Linked DNA regions of Mus musculus: regions 1, 2, 3 and 4 are each linked to region 5. The links are chromatin contacts, called in public HiChIP or PLAC-seq and promoter capture Hi-C maps. All regions are on one chromosome and are shown on one strand. Each heading gives the region's core, a stretch centred on a gene start, on an enhancer-like site or on the middle of the called end of the contact. The rest is flanking DNA. Distances are from core to core; before and after follow the strand shown. Region 1 overlaps Supt3 (SPT3, SAGA and STAGA complex component). Region 2 overlaps Supt3 (SPT3, SAGA and STAGA complex component). Region 3 has its middle 19 kb from the start of Runx2os3. Region 4 overlaps Runx2 (runt related transcription factor 2). Region 5 holds the start of Supt3 (SPT3, SAGA and STAGA complex component).

What was found. Promoter capture Hi-C pulls out the DNA fragments that hold promoters and counts their contacts. HiChIP or PLAC-seq counts read pairs in DNA pulled down with a chosen protein or histone mark.
Region 1: an H3K27ac HiChIP or PLAC-seq map of T-cell acute lymphoblastic leukemia shows a contact between it and region 5, with 3 times the contacts expected there. The contact joins the enhancer-like site here to the promoter of Supt3 in region 5. A contact is called at or near these places in 5 of 39 promoter capture datasets (the 3T3-L1 cell line, the HPC-7 cell line, erythroid cells and 2 more), 1 of 15 datasets of contacts at CTCF or cohesin (pro-B cells), 4 of 484 Hi-C or Micro-C datasets (the G1E-ER4 cell line, the HPC-5 cell line, adipose-derived mesenchymal stem cells and 1 more), 10 of 115 datasets of contacts at active chromatin or transcription factors (the 230-238 cell line, the HPC-7 cell line, T-cell acute lymphoblastic leukemia and 5 more) and 2 of 9 other capture datasets (adipose tissue and liver).
Region 2: a contact with region 5 is called in a promoter capture Hi-C map of embryonic stem cells, with 2.9 times the contacts expected there. The contact joins the enhancer-like site here to the promoter of Supt3 in region 5. A contact is called at or near these places in 3 of 39 promoter capture datasets (the HPC-7 cell line, HPC-7-derived erythroid cells, embryonic stem cells and 1 more), 1 of 15 datasets of contacts at CTCF or cohesin (the NIH/3T3 cell line) and 6 of 115 datasets of contacts at active chromatin or transcription factors (acute myeloid leukemia, bone marrow-derived macrophages, embryonic stem cells and 1 more).
Region 3: a contact with region 5 is called in an HNF4G HiChIP or PLAC-seq map of pancreatic cancer cells. The contact joins the enhancer-like site here to the promoter of Supt3 in region 5. A contact is called at or near these places in 2 of 39 promoter capture datasets (the 3T3-L1 cell line and hippocampal neurons), 2 of 484 Hi-C or Micro-C datasets (CD8 T cells and bone marrow-derived macrophages) and 6 of 115 datasets of contacts at active chromatin or transcription factors (CD8 T cells, effector CD8 T cells, embryonic forebrain and 3 more).
Region 4: a contact with region 5 is called in an HNF4G HiChIP or PLAC-seq map of pancreatic cancer cells. The contact joins the enhancer-like site here to the promoter of Supt3 in region 5. A contact is called at or near these places in 3 of 39 promoter capture datasets (cranial neural crest, maxillary cranial neural crest and neutrophils), 1 of 484 Hi-C or Micro-C datasets (neutrophils), 5 of 115 datasets of contacts at active chromatin or transcription factors (VIP interneurons, bone marrow-derived macrophages, effector CD8 T cells and 1 more) and 2 of 9 other capture datasets (adipose tissue and liver).

What each region holds. Positions count from the first base shown.
Region 1 is chr17:44,941,633-44,944,332 of GRCm38.p6, reverse strand. The region is part of intron 3 of Supt3 (SPT3, SAGA and STAGA complex component); the gene reads right to left. Among named protein-coding and RNA genes, the nearest start is that of Gm52304, 55 kb to the right of the region's middle. Within about 2 kb of position 1,437, at least 21 of the 459 cell types and tissues checked have an H3K27ac peak or open chromatin away from gene starts, as enhancers often do. A contact at or near this core is called in T-cell acute lymphoblastic leukemia, adipose tissue and liver, where this site is marked.
Region 2 is chr17:45,019,356-45,022,055 of GRCm38.p6, reverse strand. The region is part of intron 6 of Supt3 (SPT3, SAGA and STAGA complex component); the gene reads right to left. Among named protein-coding and RNA genes, the nearest start is that of Gm35097, 130 kb to the left of the region's middle. Within about 2 kb of position 1,320, at least 77 of the 459 cell types and tissues checked have an H3K27ac peak or open chromatin away from gene starts, as enhancers often do. A contact at or near this core is called in the NIH/3T3 cell line, embryonic stem cells and stem cell-derived neural progenitor cells, where this site is marked.
Region 3 is chr17:44,541,687-44,544,386 of GRCm38.p6, reverse strand. It overlaps a transcript of Runx2 not described here. Among named protein-coding and RNA genes, the nearest start is that of Runx2os3, 19 kb to the left of the region's middle. Within about 2 kb of position 1,381, at least 9 of the 459 cell types and tissues checked have an H3K27ac peak or open chromatin away from gene starts, as enhancers often do. A contact at or near this core is called in pancreatic cancer cells, where this site is marked.
Region 4 is chr17:44,616,972-44,619,671 of GRCm38.p6, reverse strand. All of the region lies in intron 5 of Runx2 (runt related transcription factor 2), which reads left to right. Among named protein-coding and RNA genes, the nearest start is that of Runx2os3, 56 kb to the right of the region's middle. RefSeq lists an enhancer at 28-1,952. Within about 2 kb of position 1,266, at least 76 of the 459 cell types and tissues checked have an H3K27ac peak or open chromatin away from gene starts, as enhancers often do. A contact at or near this core is called in adipose tissue and pancreatic cancer cells, where this site is marked.
Region 5 is chr17:44,775,864-44,778,563 of GRCm38.p6, reverse strand. It overlaps Supt3 (SPT3, SAGA and STAGA complex component), which reads right to left and starts at 1,398. Exons shown (of 12, transcript NM_178652.3): 1 at 1,136-1,398. It also overlaps a transcript of Runx2 not described here.

The sequences.
Region 1 (2,700 bases), core at 188-2,687, 170 kb before region 5:
CCCAGTACATGGGAGGCTAAAGGGAGTGGGATGTTGAGGATCCAAAGCCAGTCTGGGCTACAGAGTGAGCCACAGTCTAAAAAAATAACAACAAAAGCAAAGTACAGCCAACTACAAATGCTAAGGACATGACTAGAGCTGCTGCCTGATGTTGGCATCAAGGTCACAGAGCAACAGCTTCTCTATAGACTTCTCAGGGCCAAGGCTTAAAAACGAGTACCTAAAAGGAAATTATGTTAAAATTCATAGAGATGATTATCATTAGCAATAATAATGAAAGAAAAGGGTAATATCGATATAAGGCATCATATTGTATAAAGTACAACATCATTGCTCACATGTGATCTATAGTCACATGTTTGAAAATGTGTTGGGAGACTCTGCCATAAATTGTGAAACCTATTGTTGCTGAAGAAGGAGCAAAGGAAGCACAGTGCTCACCACGGCAACAGAAACTCTGTACATGCCAGAGACAGGACACAGCATTGAATGTTTTTCTGGATCAGCATAAAGACTTCAGCCTATTTACAAATAAATTTCTGTCTGTGTCTATGTTAATGTGTGCTGGTGCCCACCGAGACCAGAAGGGGCCTGATATCCTGGGGCTGCAGTGTATCATGTTGTAAGAATGACATAAGACCTCTGGCAGAACAGCAAGTGCTCTTAACTGCTGAGCCATCCCTCAAGGCCATAGCTGACATTCTTCTTGTTTCGTGGATAGTTGTTACATTCTAGTCATCATCCCAATGGCTAACAGTGAACAAACTGAAAAAAATATAATGTTCTCAGTGGACCCAGCTATACAGAAAGTGACTATAATTCAAAATGGAAACAGGCAGATACATTCATAATGATTTATCTAAACCAATGTCTCAGGGTTGCAAGGTATTTAAGAATAAAAGGAGTAAAAAGTAGAGACATAAGAAATAGAAAACAAAAACATATGTGGCATAAAATTCAAATGCAGGAAAGTTGTTCCAAAATACACACAACACAGCAATCAAAGGTCTGTTTGACTTTCCTGTGCCTTTGCTTTTGACATTTAGCCCAGTGATGAAGATTTTGTATGTCAGTAATTAAATGCTGCTTCCATTGGTTAACACTGTTGATCTACATGTATTATAATGAAAATATCTTTGAGATTGGTAAACTCCAATACATTAGCAGGCAGAGGTTCCTGGGGATGGCAAAATAAGCTAAAAACTGAAAAACTATCAAACCATGAAGCCAAAAATTCAAACTCAGCAATGTGTCCCCTACCCCCAACCTGCTCGACTAGCTCATCCTAGCTCATGGCTCATAGTTTATAGAGCTTGCGGCTAGGGCAGAAGTAACAAGGAGAGGCACATTTGGAGGATCGTTCGTAAACCATGAGCACACTAATCCAGCAGACCTAGACAGACTGTGCTAACCCCTATCTCCACCACCTCCACACTGGGATGATACTGATACTGTCAGAGCAGTGATGGTTGACGCATACCACTGATTGAATCTCTTCTTACTGACAGAGGATTTAGTTTATAGTCAGACGAGTATTTATAAATACCATGAGAGGCAAAAGCTGAAACTAAGAAAATAATACTAATTCAAGAAAGTTGGTAGTATTGTTCTTGACCAGAGAAAACTACATTCAACATGATCTTAACATTCACACAAATAGAAAAAAGAGCAACAGGAAGACATGCTGATCTTTTATCTATGCTAGAAAGATATCACTTACCACAAAAAGCTTCACAAGACCAGCTTACCTTAAGACAGGAGTGTGTGTGTGTGTGTGTGTGTGTGTGTGTGTAAGATGTGGCAGGGGTTGGGATGAAAACAATTTGAGGAAGTTAGTTCCCTCCATCCATCATGTGGGTCCTGAGGTTCAAATTCAGGTGATGAGGCTTGGCAACAGGCACCTTCCTTCATGATGAGGCCACCTCATCAGTCCTTTGTTGTTATGAAAAGAAGAACTCACTACTACAGATACAAAGGAAGATTTAAAACATTAGCAGCTTTGTAGCACTCTGATAAAGCTGAATTTCAACCTCCCTCGATATGAGGCCTCAGTGATCCTTCCTGGATTTCCTGTCTTTCGGGTGATGTTGCCGCTTTCTTCTCTTGTACCCATACCCTTTCCCAGACAGACAGCACACCCCAAGATGCCACCCTTCAGTGTTCCAAGACCTTTCTCTCTCAGTCCCTTCAGCTACAAACTCACATTTTTAAAGCTGTGATCTCTCCCCATCATCGGTTCTTCCAGGCCTTGCACTCCAGGCAGCTGCCTCTCTCTGCCTGACCCTCCACATCACCTGTGACTCGATGGTCCTCATCTCTAGCAATGCCACCCTTACATCCTGACGTTTCACGTGGGTTTGGTTTTGTTACTCCTAAACCTTTCATTCAGAGTCAATTGCTATCCAAGGAAGATAACAGTTTCTGGCCTGAATATTGTTTTTTATTTATTTATTTTTTACACTCCATAATCCATTCCCTGCCCTCCCCCATCCACCCCCCATCCACCATCTGACCTGTCTCCATGTGGATGCCCCCAACTCCCACCCTACCTGATCTCTAAACTCCCTGGGGCCTCCAGTCTCTTGAGGGTTAGGTGCATCATCTCTAAATGAACACAGACCTGGAAATCCTCTACTATATGTGTGTTGGAGGTCTCTTATCAGCTGGTATATGCTGTCTGTTTGATGGCCCAATGTTTGA
Region 2 (2,700 bases), core at 71-2,570, 240 kb before region 5:
CAGATTGGGAAAGGATCTTTACCTATCCTAAATCAGATAGGGGACTAATATCCAACATATATAAAGAACTCAAGAAGGTGGACTTCAGAAAATCAAACAACCCCAATAAAAAAAGGGGCTCAGAACTGAACAAAGAATTCTCACCTGAGGAATACCGAATGGCAGAGAAGCACCTGAAAAAATGTTCAACATCCTTAATCATCAGGGAAATGCAAATCAAAACAACCCTGAGATTCCACCTCACACCAGTCAGAATGTCTAAGATCAAAAATTCAGGTGACAGCAGATGCTGGCGAGGATGTGGAGAAAGAGGAACACTCCTCCATTGTTGGTGGGATTGCAGGCTTGTACAACCACTCTGGAAATCCGTCTGGCGGTTCCTCAGAAAACTGGACATAGTACTACCGGAGGATCCAGCAATACCTCTCCTGGGCATATATCCAGAAGATGCCCCAACTGGTAAGAAGGACACATGCTCCACTATGTTCATAGCAGCCTTATTTATAATAGCCAGAAGCTGGAAAGAACCCAGATGCCCCTCAACAGAGGAATGGATACAGAAAATGTGGTACATCTACACAATGGAGTACTACTCAGCTATTAAAAAGAATGAATTTATGAAATTCCTAGCCAAATGGATGGACCTGGAGGGCATCATCCTGAGTGAGGTAACACATTCACAAAGGAACTCACACAATATGTACTCACTGATAAGTGGATATTAGCCCAAAACCTAGGATACCCAAGATATAAGATACAATTTCCTAAACACATGAAACTCAAGAAGAATGAAGACTTAAGTGTGGACACTATGCCCCTCCTTAGAAGTGGGAACAAAACACCCTTGGAAGGAGTTACAGAGACAAAGTTTGGAGCTGAGATGATAGGATGGACCATGTAGAGACTGCCTTATCCAGGGATCCACCCCATAATCAGCATCCAAACGCTGACACCATTGCATACACTAGCAAGATTTTATCGAAAGGACCCAGATGTAGCTGTCTCTTGTGAGACTATGCCGGGGCCTAGCAAACACAGAAGTGGATGCCCACAGTCAGCTAATGGATGGATTACAGGGCTCCCAATGGAGGAGCTAGAGAAAGTACCCAAGGAGCTAAAGGGATCTGCAACCCTATAGGTGGAACAACATTATGAATTAACCAGTACCCCGGAGCTCTTGACTCTAGCTGCATATATATCAAAAGATGTTTCTCATCACTTGCCTCAAAGAGAAACCTTGAAAACCTGGGCTATCAGACCACTGAGCAGCAAATCTGAAGCTCATGTGCTTTACATAATCAAAGAGAAGCAAGCCTAGGCATGCCGACTCATGCCTCCAACACTAGCATTCAGCCTGCTAAAGCACAAAGATGGTAGTAAATCTGAGCCGGGCCTGGGTGAGTCTCTAGCCAACCTGGGCTACAGAATAAGTCCCTGACTGATAAAACAAAACACAAATAAACATAACACAAATTAACAACAACAACAACACCCAAAATAAATCCCAAAATCCAGAATAAAATTACTTCCAGCCCTCTCCTCCCCACAAATGATCAACTATAAATAGAAGGCTGACAAAGTCTACTACATTGTATTCTGCTGAAGAAATGACATCACCAGAACAGGGCAATTGTCCAGGCAATAAATCACGGAGGATAGAGAGGCCTTACACCCTGATAGCACTTGAGAACAGAAGCAAACCAAATGAAGCTAGACTGTTTATTCCCCTGCAGGAACGCTCACAGCCATTTTGAAGCCTTTCTCTCCTCAGTCAGCTGAGCTGTGAGTCAGAGATGAAGAAGCTCGTGAGCAGGCACATGAGGCCCAGCAGGCTGGACACACGAGCTAACAAGAACAAGAGAGAAAATGGTTTTCTGATACGCTGAGACTTTAGTCACAGGAACAAAGCAAAAATGATGGGTTTCACCGAACACGACTGCCCTGAGAACAGAGCAGTAAGCACAAGCATCAAAAGTACTTTTGTTTCAAATACAAGAAAGAAAATTTCCAAATATTAACAGGAAAAGCCGAAATGTTCCTATGATCAGAAAAATTAGTACTTTTAATGATATTTATACTTATTTTAAAACCATATTAATACATTTCAAAACTCTGGTGTGTGTTCCTGTGTGCACATACATGTGCATGTATTTGTAGACTTTCAAACATATACCTTTTGGTATTCTTCCTCAAGCAACAGCTACCATTTTCTTTTTTGAGACAAGGTCTCTCACTGGACAGGAGCTCAATAAGTAGGCTAGGCTGGCTGATGGAAGGCCCCAGAGATTCACCTGTCTCTGCCTTTTCTGCATCAGGATTATAAACTTCCTCTCTTTTTATGTGAGCTTTGGAGATCAAACTTAAGTCCTCTTGCTTCAAGGCAAGGTCTTTAACACTTAAGCTATCTCCTCAGATCTCAGGACAGTTTTCAGAATGCAGGAGTCATGCCTGGCTAAGTGGGGGTGTAAAGCCTTTGGATGAGTGAGTCTGCCGGGGACTGATGCTACACAGAAGCCCTGGCTCTAGTTTTAGATCCACTCTAGGTACTTCCAGAAACCTAAGCACAATGACTGCCTCTGAGGCTTCAAAGAATGCAGAGCAGCAAAATCCTCTGGAATCATAAATGCAAAACCCATAATTATGGTTATTTAACAAAATGGGTTCGGTTAAGATAGTTGATGATGAAATCCCCATTCCCTT
Region 3 (2,700 bases), core at 132-2,631, 230 kb after region 5:
CCCATCCAAAAGGTATCAGCAACATTGATTCCTTCTGAGAACTGTGCAAGGTAATCTTTCTCCTCTTAGCTTTCCTTGACTTGTAGATGATGTTTTTCCACATGTCCTCACATTGTATACCCTCTGTATAGATCCATGCTCATATCCCAACTTCTTCTTTTTACGAAGACATTAGTCAAATATAATTAAGATGTTTTTATATGAGCTAATCTTTTTTTCTTTTTGTCTTTTTGGTTTTTAAAAATATTTTTTATTAGGTATTTTCCTCATTTACATTTCCAATGCTATCCCAAAAGTTCCCCATACCGCCCCCCCACTCCCCTACCCCCCCACTCCCACTTTTTGGCCCTGGCGTTCCCCTGTACTGGGGCATATAAAGTTTGCCTGTCCAATGGGCCTCTCTTTCCAGTGATGGCCGACTAGGCCATCTTTTGATACATATGCAGCTAGAGTCAAGAGCTCCGGGGTACTGGTTAGTTCATAATGTTGTTCCACCTATAGGGTTGCAGATCCCTTTAGCTCCTTGGGTACTTTTCTTTCTCTAGCTCCTCCATTGGGGGCCCTGTGATCCATCCAATAGCTGACTGTGAGCATCCACTTCTGTGTTTGCTAGGCCCCAGCATAGTCTCACAAGAGACAGCTATATCTAAGCCTGGGTTTTCAATAGCAGTGAAGACTCTTGGGTCCTATCTCCTGCTCTTCTCTGAGTACTGAACCAGAAACTAGTTCAGCTTTTCTCAGTCAATTGGCAACTTAACCACCCACTGCCTGGAAGGAGCTCCTGTCTTGTAATTGGAAGGAGAACGTCTAATCCCTGTGGTGAAATTCCCCAACAGCCCTTAAAGGTCCCTTAAGAGATCTGTAAAAATGCAGGCCCTACTGAAGTAGCACCTGGCTTTCCCAGGTACCAATTCTTTGGGAAAGCAGCTAAGAAAAATGTTCTTTCCTCATTATGCACTCGGGTAAGTGTGTGTGTGTGTGTGTGTGTGTGTGTGTGTGTGTGTGTGTGTGTGTGTGTGTGTGTGTTTTAGGAAGGAGTATGTATGTGGCAGGGTTGGGACCCAAGAAGGTCTTGGAAAAAGGAAGGAAGGCTAGTTATTGGGCCACGTGATCCCAGACACGAAGTGGGTTCTCAGAAATGTGTTAAATGCAGTCAGCAGACTCAGGTGGAAAGATAGAAGACGTCACTAGCTGCTATGCCATGTTCCCCACAACATTCATGAATCACCCCTGATAAACAAGGAAAAGCAAACTCATTTCGGGATAAGTCAGCAGAAACACCTACTAACCCTCTTCATTTGGAAGGAAGTCCACATGAGCTCTGATTGCCCAGTCTGCCTCAAATCTCCCACCACCACCACCACAAGGCCAAGCCTTACTCATTTAAAAAAAGGCACATCCAGTAATAACCTGCACATTTCAATGTGTACAATTTGATAAGCTTTGACATATGTAAACACCCATAAAACCATTACCACAGCGGAGCTAATGAATGTATCTTTCGCTGCAAGTAGATTTCCTTTTGATAGTCCCTCCCTCCTGGCCTCCCTAACTTCCCCCACACCCAACCAATCATGAATCCATTTTCTGTCACTGTGGAGTCCTTTGTATTTTGTAGAAATCAATCAAACAGTATATTCTTTGGGGAAGTGAGGTTGGGTGCTTGGATGCTCTCGGCTCAGTGTAATTATTCAACGGTTTAGCTATGTTTTCACATGGGAATGGTTCGTGCCTCTTATTTGTTTGTTTGAGGCAGAGTGTCACTTGGCCCAGGCTGTCTCACACTCACTTTGTAGCTGCAGATGACCTTGAGCTACCGAGAATGACCTTGAGCTGCCACTCTTCTTGCCTCTGCCTCCCAAGCACCAGAGTTTTGGCTATGTACTGTCACAGTATTTATGTGATGCTGGCATCAAACTCAAGGTCTGATGCTCAGCAGGCAAGCCCTTGATCAACTGAGCTTCCCCCGGGCTTCATGTCATTCATTCATTGGTTTTCTTTATCGTTGAGTAATATTCCACCGATTGCACTGGATATTTGTTTATTCACTCACCCATTGACGGATGTTTGTGTTGCTTTCAGTTTGTGGATGCTAGAAAGATGTGATGAACATTCACATATGTGTCTCAGGACACAGACTCGTATTTTCCCTTTATTAATTAATTCCAATGGCACACAAATTTCTATTTATTTATAGGGAGATGTTTTTAACACATCTATACATGCTATAATATTCAATCAGAGTATTTGCCTCTTCAAACTTTATTTTTTTAAATATTTATTTTTAGTCACCGTACAGAATCAACCAGTGGTTCTCAACCTGTGGGCTCTGACCACTTTGGGGGTTCAAATGGCCCTTTCATGGGGTTGTCTAAGACCACGGGAAAACACAGATATTCACATTATATTTTGTCACAGTAACAACACTACAGTTACGAAGTAGCAACAAAAACAGTTTTATGGTTGAGGTCACCACAGGATGAGGAGTTGTATTACAGGGTCACAGCAGCAGGAAGGGTGAGGACCATTACTCTAAATGCAATTTCTTCATAATGAAAATATTGAAAATTCTTTGTTGTAGCTCCTTGTATTTCCTATATTATTTAGTTATTTGTATTTTACACACACACACACACACACACACACACACACACACACACACACTGTGATTTACAATTTTTGTCTTTGCTGTAATTTGTT
Region 4 (2,700 bases), core at 17-2,516, 160 kb after region 5:
GCCATTCATCCATTTAAGCCAATCTCCGTTCACATGTGGGATGATGTAAATACCAGAACACTTAGAGGAGCTCAGGGGAAGAGCAGAGCCTGGTTGGTTAAGCAGTCACTAGGTCTGGTTCCCAGCCCATCAGCCCGAAATGGCAGGTCGGAGCATTCCTGCAGCGTGGGGTTAGGCTTGCCCCCAGGCTGCAAGGAAATGCTGCTCAGCTTTCCACTGCACCCCACAGGGCAAATGAAAACTGAGGACCCCTTCCCCATGCTACCCAGCCCATTGGCACCCATAGTTAACCCTGAGGAGAGTATATTCAAATCTCATGTTTTATCTAAGAAAAAAATCATGTGAACTTTTTGTCTGTCTTAATATAAGATATTTTAAGCTACCAATATCACTCAGGTATCCCGTGAGGAGCCTTTCCACTTGCTGTTTTCTTCTGTTCCATGGCTTCCTGTCAGCTTAAGCTTTGGTGTCACATATGTAAGATGTCAACTAACTTTATACTTTTAATACAGTCCAAGTTACCACTAGCTCAAGTCATGAGAAAGTACCAGGCTGCACTCTCTGTATTCTAGCTTTAAAAATAAAAATAAGAAAGGAAGGAAGAAAGAAAGAGAAAGAAAAAGATTTTTCTTAGGAACAATTTATCATTTAGTTGTAATTTTTAAAATAATCTTAATTGACCACATATGCTATCAAATAAGAGTTGCTCTCCTAGCCTCTGCCTCCCGCCCCTGCTCCCCGCCTCCCTGGGCTCCCTCGTGCGCACATGCGCACTTCACTGCTTTCGGCCAGGATGTCAGAAAATTAATTACACTGCTCCGGGTAGATACCATCACAGGAAAGCCGCCCCAGATTCAAGATAAGATTACGATATAGAAGCTGTTATTTTTAGGGGGAAAGACTACTGCTTCCCAATCTCTTTGCCTCGTTTTCCTAGTTTCTCCCATTTTAATCCTGGCTCCATATTTTCGTAGCCATAACTCATTAGTGGTTTTTAATTTTTCTGAAACTGAAATAGGGTCTGAAAGGGTGGATTTGCCCCCTTTTCCCTCCTTTTTCCCCTCCTCTTTTTTTTTTTTTTTTTTTTTTTTTCCTGGCTAATCGGAGGAACGCAGCCACATCTGAAGCCACTTGGCTCATTATGAATTTCATGGAAACTGATTCTCTGAAAGTGTTTCCATATGTGTGTTCCCAATATATCCCATCCTCTCTAAATGGGAGCACAGACGTGTGCATGGGCTGGAAATGGCTTCAGGATGTGACAGAGCAGTCATATGACTCGCGGCACCGTGGGTGGCCCCTTCTGAAAGACAGGGTGTCCTGGGTGCTGGCCTCCTTCCTGCAGCGGATCTGGTTTCAAAGACTATCCACCCTTCCTTTAAAATGTTCCTAATCAAGGCCTAGCAAGATCGTTCCCCCTCTTCCCGGTCCTCTCTTCCACCCGCACAGCCTTTGGCTCCTTCCTTCTCCTTTGCTCTGGGTCTCTGGATACAAACACACAAGCTCACACATCTTTTACCATCTGTCCCCTTTCCCTTTCACAGAGTGGAAGTATATTATTCCAGCAATATCCTTAAAACTGGGGTGGGTTTAAGGAGTAGTTGCTGTTGCCAGGGTCCCCTGCTCTTGCCTGCTCTCTTTCCTCCAGTGTGACAGACTTTCCTAGCCTTAGGATCGGCTGGTCTGTCTGATTTTGTGAGTAATGCTGTGAAAAGCACAGATTATTACAACATTGAAAACAAATATTTATACTGGAGATTTGAGGCACCGTGTGTGTGTGTGTGTGTGTGTGTGTGTGTGTAACTGCAGAGCTTGTTAGTCATTTCATTGTCTTAAATATTGGCTCTATTTCTCATTCTGATGTTTCCTTTAGCATGGTTTTCTGCACTTCTCCCAAAGGTGTGTTTTTCTAATTATTAGGGGATGAAGTGGAGTCCAGTGTTGTTCTGCTTAGTCATGTTTGGTATGAAGGGACCAATTCAGAGACAACCGATATAAAATCCCTTTAAAATCTCAGTGTGAAGATACAGAGGAATGTTTTATGTGCAATCTAAAATTGATTCTTGGATTATGACTTCTGGAGACCAAACTGCTATCCATTTGCCCAGCAGTACTTGCTTTTCCATTATGTATTGTAGAGGATCTAAAGGAAGGATGGGATGGGAAGAGTCACTTGGAAAAATCCTGCCTTTGAAGCATGAGGATGTGGGTTCAGATCTTAAGCACCCAAAGAAAAGTCAGCTGGGGGGTGGGGGGATACAAACCGGTGGATCCCTCCGCCAACCCAGCCGAATTGATAAGCTCCCTGTTTAGAGAGAGACTCTGTCTCAAAAACATAAGGTGATTGAAAAAGACACTGAAAATCTCTGGGCTCTGCTTGTAAACATGCATATACATACACACTGACACACACACTCACACACACATACCCTGATACACACTGACACACACACACTGACACACACACACTGACACACACACACACTGACACACACACACATACATACACTGACACACACTGACACACACATACATACACTGACACACACACCCCTACACTGACACACACACACATACACGAGAGAAAGGAGGGGAAGGGAAAGGAGACAAACACAAGAGACACACAAGAGAGAGACAAGACACACAACACACACAACACAAGAGAGTTCATTTTCTTAATATGTTCTTCCAAGTTAACAA
Region 5 (2,700 bases), core at 149-2,648:
AGCTGGCCTGACTTAAAACTCAACCAAATAAAAAACTGCAACTGGCTCTCAATCTCTCAACTTTTTCAGACCTGTGGGATCCCATGCAATAAGCACCATGCCTGTGTGTCTACTTACTTACATTGTAATTAATTTGCTAACCAATTAAAAAATCAAGCTCATCAGAGCCACCTGCACCCGGTGGTTACCATATTGGTAGCCCATAGAGTATAGCATTTCCAGCTTGGCATAAAGTCCCCTTGGGCAGTGCAGCCGGAAAAGGGTGGGAAGCTTGCAATAGTATGGTTAAAGTAAGGTCTGGTTGTGCAAAACATTATCTTAGTAGTCATATTCCGCCTCGCTGGAACACGCAGAAATTCTACCAGTTGTTTCTTTCTTTAAGTAAATCTTTTAACAGTGAACTAACTCAAAAATACTGAGAACTCAGGTTTTATCCCAGATAAATATGTACTGGTTTCTTCCTGAGTCTACTAATTCCAAGGACATAAAGCTAATTTTAATCCGGGTGTTCAGTAACAACACTGCTACTGGGATCCTGTCTGACCGTCAAATATATTCCACTATCCCTATAACTCTTATCACTTGTCACATCAACTAGCCTGACTTCCAATATAGAAGGCAAGATGACAGACAATTTCCTTGGAGCTCAAACGTAATTAATCACAGCTGGCGTGATACAAGCTTTTAGCACACAGATCTTCTCCCATAAACCTGAGTTTTGAGCTAGGCTGCGATGATCCCCATCTATACCCCCCGACACCACCGGCTAAATGATTTATTTCCCCAGGGGTCCCAGAGGCGAGCTCTGACAGCAACATCTCTGTGTCCTCTGTCCCTCAGCCTGCATGCACACTGCACTTCCTTCCACTACCACTTCCTAGCTTCCTAGCTTGCCTTCTTGGAGGACTTCCCACCCATTTGGGTGACAAGCCTAAACGGTGCCTCTCCGCCCGGCCCCGAGGGCTCCCCTGCCTCACGCCCACCGACAACGGGGAGGAGCCACGGGGCACCCCACGCTCGGCGGCCTGCATCCGGCTGGGCCCGCAGCCCCGGGCCAGGCATTTGGCTGCCACGACGTCCCTCAAGTTCCCATGACCTCGCCCCACTCCCCGCCGCCCCCACGCGCCCCCACAACCTCTGCTTAAGACACGTGGAGGCACGGCTGCGCGTCCCGCGTGGAGAATGAGAGGGGACAGAGATGGCGCGGTGTCTGCGGCGGCGGCGGCCCCGGGACACGACGGGCAGGGGGGCGGGGAGTGGGGGGAACCAGAGATTGTAGAAAGGGAAAAGGTGACTGAGCTAGGCTGGAGGGGGTGGGGGTAAGATGGCGAGAGCGCCACTATGAGGGGCGGGGCGGGGGTAGCGGAGCCTGGGGTGACTAGAGGGACGGGCCAAGCCGTGCGGCGAGAGCGCATGCGCACCCGGCTGGCCAGCGCGCGCGGTCGCGGGCCTGCTTCTTCTACTTCCGCCACACTCCGGGGGCGGGGCTTCGCGCTCCCGCCTCGGCGTACGGAGCGGCCCGCAGCCACGCGGCGGAGCCTCAGAGCGGGAGTTGTGATGAGTCGAGTGAGCGATCTGGCAGAGGAGCTGGATTTGGCCTGTGGTGACTCTGCAGACCGTAGGAGTGAGCCCGAGGAGCTAGGATTATTGAGAGTCGGTGATCTGCACTGGGAGAAGGTCTATGCAAGCTTCTCTTCAGGGGTTGGTCAGGTGACCAGAATTGTTTCCAATGACAAAGGGGCGCAGAGTTAGGAAAGACTCTCTCCTCAGAGAAGCACTGTGTGAGGACTCAGTCCGTTCTAGGACCTGGGAACACCCACCTACCCACCCCTACCGGCCCTTGCGCAAAATCGAAAGCCTGTGAAAACTCATCTGCAAAGTTACCCCACCCCACCCCCGTTCCTTTCTACAAAGTTCCATTACTTTAAAAAGCATGCTTTAGTTAATAACTTTCACTATTGGGGAAGCTTTATAAACAAGCAGTGGTGATTTTTCCTTGCACCACTTATATTGAATTGTATGTATGACCTGTCTTCCCGTGTTTGATGGTTGCAGGTGTAGTACCTTAATGAACTGGAGACAATTGTGTGTGATGTTTTCACTCGGCTGTTTAGAAAAGAAAATATCCACTATCCTACCATTTCAAATATTATTTTTATTATATTATTTTTACTATTATTATTTATATTAGTCACTTTTTTCGCTAGGGTTTTACTGCTGTGAATAGATACCATGACCAAAGCAACTCTTAAAAGAACATTTAATTGTGGCTAGCTTACAGGTTCGGAGGTTCAGTCCATTATCAAGACAGGAGCATGGCAGCATCCAGGCAGGAATGGTGCAGGAGGAGCTGAGAGTTATACATCTTCATCTGAAGGATGGTAGTAGAAAACTGGCTTCCATGCAGCAAGGATGAGGGTCTTAAAGCCCACACCTACAATGACACACCTACTCCAACAGGGCCATACCTTCTAATAGTGCCATTCCCTGCGCCGAGCATATACAAACCATCACATTCACCTTTACCAGGTCTTTTCAAGCACTACTTACTTCATTAATGTCTTGCCTATGAATGTATGAGTTCTGAAATAATCCTATTTGCTGAGTGTCTTTAAAACAGCCATTCATCTGATCATCTCCTCTCTGGATTGCAATTGTCTTGTGCTTAGTCCTCTGTAACTGCCAGACACTTCAATATTT